2 separate regions of the Mus musculus genome follow, and region 2 is linked to region 1. The links are chromatin contacts, called in public Micro-C maps. All regions are on one chromosome and are shown on one strand. Each heading gives the region's core, a stretch centred on a gene start, on an enhancer-like site or on the middle of the called end of the contact. The rest is flanking DNA. Distances are from core to core; before and after follow the strand shown.

What was found. A called contact is a pair of places that touch in the nucleus more often than the background predicts.
Region 2: a contact with region 1 is called in a Micro-C map of embryonic stem cells, with 9 times the contacts expected there. The contact joins the promoter of Gad2 here to the promoter of Spag6 in region 1. A contact is called at or near these places in 2 of 39 promoter capture datasets (cranial neural crest and embryonic stem cells), 4 of 484 Hi-C or Micro-C datasets (all in embryonic stem cells) and 1 of 115 datasets of contacts at active chromatin or transcription factors (embryonic stem cells).

What each region holds. Positions count from the first base shown.
Region 1 is chr2:18,697,598-18,700,511 of GRCm38.p6, forward strand. It overlaps Spag6 (sperm associated antigen 6), which reads left to right and starts at 1,425. Exons shown (of 11, transcript NM_001001334.2): 1 at 1,425-1,497; 2 at 1,571-1,666. The coding sequence starts at 1,473.
Region 2 is chr2:22,620,899-22,623,812 of GRCm38.p6, forward strand. It overlaps Gad2 (glutamic acid decarboxylase 2), which reads left to right and starts at 1,429. Exons shown (of 16, transcript NM_008078.2): 1 at 1,429-1,840; 2 at 2,538-2,597; 3 at 2,791-2,914. The coding sequence starts at 1,765.

The sequences.
Region 1 (2,914 bases), core at 175-2,674:
AGAGCAAAGCACTTACTAAAAATGGAGGGTGTAGCAATTTAGGAGTTTGAATTGTCTAAAGACTGAAACTAAGCACCAGGACCTTTAAGTTGTGAGGGGTTTTTTGTTTTGTTTTTGTTTTTGTTTTTGTTTTTTTAAGTCTTCAAAATGCTACAGGGAACTGAAAATAAATTAAGTACACTCCATTAGCAATTTTAATAATTCACTCCGGGTTTCCCTCTATATCTGTACCTGGGAGTCCTGTTGGGGAGAATGTAGAAGACCACTGTGAAACTTACAGAGTTAAGTAAAAGGATGTGTCTCTGACTGCTGACCTGCAGAAGCCAAAGGCTGTCCCAGGGTGTGAAGAGGACTAGACACACTAGTCCCAGCCTTCTAGGACTCCAGGGAATACCAAGGCTTCTTCAGAGAGCTCCTATCAGGAGTTAAAAGTGACTGTAGTAGAAGATTCCAAGTATGAAAACCAGAGATGTGTGTGCGTCCTCTTGGTGATAGCAAAGATTTCCGGTCTGCCACGATTAGGCAGCAGCTGTGGCTAGTTGTCCATTTGACACCTGGTGAAATGGTAGTTTCAGAGAGAGAAATATTTAAAATTGACACCTGTCACTGAAACATTTGGTGCAGAATTTTAAGAGAGGAGCTAGAACTAACGGTAAACTGTAGTGCTTAAATTTGATGAAAAAGAAAGGCTGCGGAGCTCCATTTATGTGAGCTGGTCTTTTCAGATAAAAAGAAATGTCTCTTTTGGAAATGTCACCGAGCAACAAAATAAGGCCCGAATTTAAAAGAAATTATTTTTTAGAAGTCATATTGAAATATAGAGACAGCAAACTTGGTAGTCATTAGAAAAACCTGCAAGATGGATATTTATCATATTATTTTCTTTTCTGCTTTTCCACAGACTCTCTAAGTGTCCTTAATTGTTGTTAATATATCGTAATTCAGTGTATGGACACGATTGCTGTGACTCTCCAGGAATTCGGAAATCAGAAGTGCCAGGTAAGGAAGAGAGGCATTAAGAGCAACACGGAGTAATGTGTTGCCAGTGTTGCTTTGATCCGGGGACACGCCGGGCCAACGCGTCTATCTGCCTGACGCCTGGTCCCCGAGCGCACCCCTTCTCTCCAGCCCCTAGCCCGCTCGCGCTGCAGTCGCGCTGCAGTCGGGAAAACCCTGCCTCGTGGATGGGTCGGCATAGACCAAGTCCTCCCGGGAGACTCTGGCGCCCTGTGCACCGCCTACAGGGAAGTGACAACCGACGGACTGTCTCGAGCAACACTGGAGTCCCAGCTTATCAGGTCGTCCCTCCACCACTCCATCGACCATTGTGATGTCATGCCTGGGACTTAACTGTTGCGACAGGACGGCTGCGTTCCGATTCCGACTGGTTGCCCAGGAGTGTGGGTACACAGAGCAGTCCCGAGGGACGTTGAGGGGTCGCGGCGAGCGGACCCGACACGCGCCGCGGCACCATGAGCCAGCGGCAGGTGCTGCAAGGTAGGAGCCTTGGGAAGGCGCCCCGACGGGTTGGCTCCTAGGGTGGGCTACTCCACTTCGCCTCTCTCTGCAGTGTTCGAGCTGTACCAGAACGCCCGGACCCGGTTTGTGCAGATGGTGGCGGAGCAGGCGACCAAACCCCAGAACATCGAGACACTGCAGAATGCGGGTGAGCCTTCACAGCTCATGGGACCCTGGTCCCACACCTCATCCCGAATCCATCTTCCTCCTTCATCGCCTTGGCCTCATCCTTCATCCCGCACTTCATCCTCACACCACCCAGCGCCCCAGCCTCCCTTGGTCCCCGGTCCTCTTTCTTTCCCAGCTGCCCACATTGTCTTTATGCTCCCTTATTAGCTCAGCTTTTGGGGAGCCGAGGAAGTAGGCTAAAGTGGTGCCAAGTTCCGCCGGACTCCCTCCCCTCCGCGGTATCTTGTGGGTGAGGCAGTGGAGGAGGCCTGGTATTATTTCCATCTTCGTTGCAATCGGCCTGCCATATGAACTGCCAGAAGTCGTTTTCCTGGATGGGAACGTACCCTAACCAGACCTAGTCTATCCCTCTCTTGTCACTCCTAGATCACATTCACTTCCTAGAAGCAAAGAAATCCCAGGCTGATTTCACTGGTCTCCTCTAGGCATTAATGGAGTAAGAGTAGTATGCTTGAAATTTTTTCCAGGACATTCGAAGCAGGCAAAACGGACCTGGTTTTGTGAATCTTACAGGGCATCCTTTTCCCACCCCTTAGTCTGAAAGGAAGGAGGGGAAAGAGGAGAGGTCACAGTTAGTGAAATCCATCTTTGTTCCACCACCACTAGTGAGTGTGTGTGTGTTTCTGAAGAGACAACACTGATGGGGCACCAAACACAGACCACAGAAAGGATTCCATCCAAATCTAGTTTGGAGAACCAATGAGTTTAGCATTACTAACAGGAACCAGTGTAATCTACCATTGACTACACCACTGAAAATACCTTCCCCATCACCTTAGTCACTTAGACATCCTGGAAAAGGTCCGTACTTCATAAGCCTCTGCTCTAAATGTCTTTGTCTGTAGTCACCTTATGATTTGAGGCTGAAAGACAGAGAGGCAGAGGGACACACACACACACACACACACACACACACACACACACACGAAGGGGCCTCCAGCATCGCCCAGAAGACAGCTTTCCACAAAAGCCTCTGACTGAACTGTAAGCTTGATGCCACTTACTAGGTCTTAAGAAAACCTCAGTTTACAGGATGAGATCTAATTTAAAACTAGTTTAAATGAACACATCATTAAAATAAACTAAGAACACATTGCCATGGTCACAGCACCTAGACAGCGCTTACTTCTGGCTTTCTTTGAGGAAACACCTTCTCTTGATCAGATTCTCTGTTTCCTCACTGAATTTTACTGTTTATCCCTTAGGT
Region 2 (2,914 bases), core at 179-2,678, 3.9 Mb after region 1:
CCTCCCCACCTCGGGCCACTCACCGGACCTCAGTGGGCATCCTCTAGCTAGATCCTCCCTGGCCCCCCTGGATTCTGGAAACCTTGGGAAGAAGATAAAGCTTTGTGGAGAGAATGCACTTGGTCATCTGCAGTTATTCGAGGTCTCCGGATCCCTAACAAAATAAGTGATCCTGGTCACCAAGACTAAAGGTCCCAGGGTTTCTCCTCCGGCAACAGCTTTGGTGACTCATTTGAAAAACTCAAAGAAGGAATAAAGGACTATGGAGAGCAGGGAAGCTGCAGTCCCTCGCTCGGAGAGAAGGAAAGGAGATCGGGAACGGTTTAAAGCAGCACTTTCCTGCAAGTCTTTCTTGAGCTCTCTGTAAGCCTGGAACTATGGGTTTAGTATAGGCAAGAGGAAACGGAAGCGGAGCCAGAGGGCCCCAAATCTTCCTCAAGGCGCCGTCCCTGCATTTAAGAGCCTTTGGGAAAAGGGAAACAGAAAGGATTTTTTCATTCCTTTATTAGAAAACACAAACGAAACTACTTCTTTCTGGGCTGGGAAATTGCCACTGTTGTGTTCCTAGGCACCTGCTGATGGCAAGAACTCCTCTTGGGAAGGGACGAGGTCAGTGGGTTGAGTATCCCTGAAAAGATGGGAGTGCCTTTTCCTGGGATTTGGAAAAACTGATTCGCTTACTTTGAGACTCCCTGAATCCTGTGTATGTGTCAGCTCTCACCCACTCCAAGAAGTTTCTGTTCGTTTTATTTATTTAATTTTTCTCAGCCTGAGGTCCTCAGTGATAGATTCCAGCGTGGATTTTAATTGCTTCAATCAGCAGCCTTTCTCTTCAGCCGTCAGTCAAAACCTGGACGATGGGTCTGGGGACCCAGGCATGACTGCACAGAAACCGTACGACCCCCACCCCCACCCCCCAGGCTGGCTCAGCTCAGCAGGCAGACATTAGGCTCTGCTAAGGAGATGAAATGAGTTCGTTGGTGTGGAAGCGGTCCACCTTCCTCCCTCCTTGGTTCCTTCCCCAAGCTTTGGAGCTCTTCCTGATTGAGGCCAGGTGGCCTGGGCTCTTGAGGTCACAGCGACCTCAGCACTGGTTTGGAGGAAGGCGGGCGCGAGAACCACTTTTGCTCGGCAGCAGCCAGAGACAGCCCTCAAACAATGAGCCAATCGATGCACACGTGAAATTGCCCTCGGCCACCATTCCAATCTTGCCAAGGTCTCCCTGTCCCTGGGGTCACCTAGGCCAGCGTGCTGAGGGCTGTGGTAGCACCCTGGACAGCGCGTTCCGGCAGAAGCAGACCTGGAGCGCCTGTGGCTGGGTCAGCACTACGCAGGCACGCCTCCCTCCCCCGCATCTGACTCGCACCTCACGACCCAGCGCCTCCATTTCCCTTCCGTCACTCTCTCATCTCCCCACCAAGCTCCCTCTCCCTAAAAATCTCTTGGGCCCTTTCCACTTTCCAATCTCCAGACTGCGAGGATCACGGCTACTCCCCCCATTTAACCTCGGCGGCGCAGAGCACAGCAGCGCGTCCCTGCGCCCTGACTGGAACATACAAACACGCACGAGCACTGGCATACGCAGACAGCACGTTTCCTGTCCCTGTGTGACACCCACCCTCGTCGCGCTGCCGCTCCAGCCCTCGCGCGGTGCCCTTCTCCCGCCACACGTACTCGCACACGCACGCACTCTCGTGCAGGGTCGAGGCAAAGGCAGCTTGCCACAGCCACTTGGAGGCGACCAGCGCCAGTCTAGCAGAACCCATGGCGTCTCCTGGCTCCGGCTTTTGGTCCTTCGGATCTGAAGATGGCTCTGCGGATCCTGAGAACCCGGGCACAGGTAGGAAAATCAGGACCTGCAGCGGGAGAGCTTTGTGGGTGGTTTAGGGTTTGCAGGGCTAGGCTGATCATCAAAGCTTTGACATCTGCAACAGGAAACTTATTCGGGCGCTTCGCCCGGCTCTCTGGGTTAAGTCCGTAACTGTGTGAGAACACCAACCCCCCCCCCCACCCAGTCCTTTGTCCCCCAGGGAAAAAGCCCAGGGTTGTCTAGGCCCCTTCCCCTAAACATAGGCTCCTGAAAGACTGCAGCGTCTGCGGGAGTCAGAAATCAAAGATCTAGGCTTTGCCTCGGGACGTCTAGACCCTGGGCAGGGAAAGACAAAATGGGAGCAGGAAAGAGTTTGGGGTCTGAAAGGCAAGCGCGGTGAGAAACAAACAGCCTCGGGTTTAGGAAAGGCAGCCCAGGTGAGGGCAGGGAGAGTCTGGAAACCCGAGAACCTGGCGAACAAAGTGCAAAGGGCGGCGTTGTGAGCTGCTTTCTTTCTGGGACACCGCAAGGAAAGGGCTGGCCCCGGCGTCAGATTCCCTCGGACTCCCCCACCTGCTGAAAGCAGAGTCGCTAGCTGGTGGCTGCTTCGAGTTTGGCGCCGGGCCCCCAGACTCTGGACTTAAAGACCTGGTTCACTTGGAACGAAAATTCTCACTCGCCCGTCTGTTTTCTTTCCGATTCGCTTTTCCCTGCCTGGCGATTGCAGCGAGAGCGTGGTGCCAGGTGGCCCAAAAGTTCACGGGCGGCATCGGAAACAAGCTGTGCGGTGAGTGGTGGCACTGAATGGGAGAAGGGCTGGCAAGGTCGGGGGCCCGCGGCTGGCGGGAGCAAAGTCGTGGGCTCCCCTCTGAGCCTGCAGCCTAGGTTGGACGAATCCCTGGGTTGCCGGGTGGGTGGGGATGTAGGAGCGGAGACTACCGCCAGCTGACTCAGGTCCCGCGTTCCGTGTCTTTGTCCAGCTCTGCTCTATGGAGACTCCGGGAAGCCAGCGGAGGGCGGCGGGAGCGTGACCTCGCGGGCCGCCACCGGGAAGGTCGCCTGCACCTGCGACCAAAAACCCTGCAACTGCCCCAAAGGGGATGT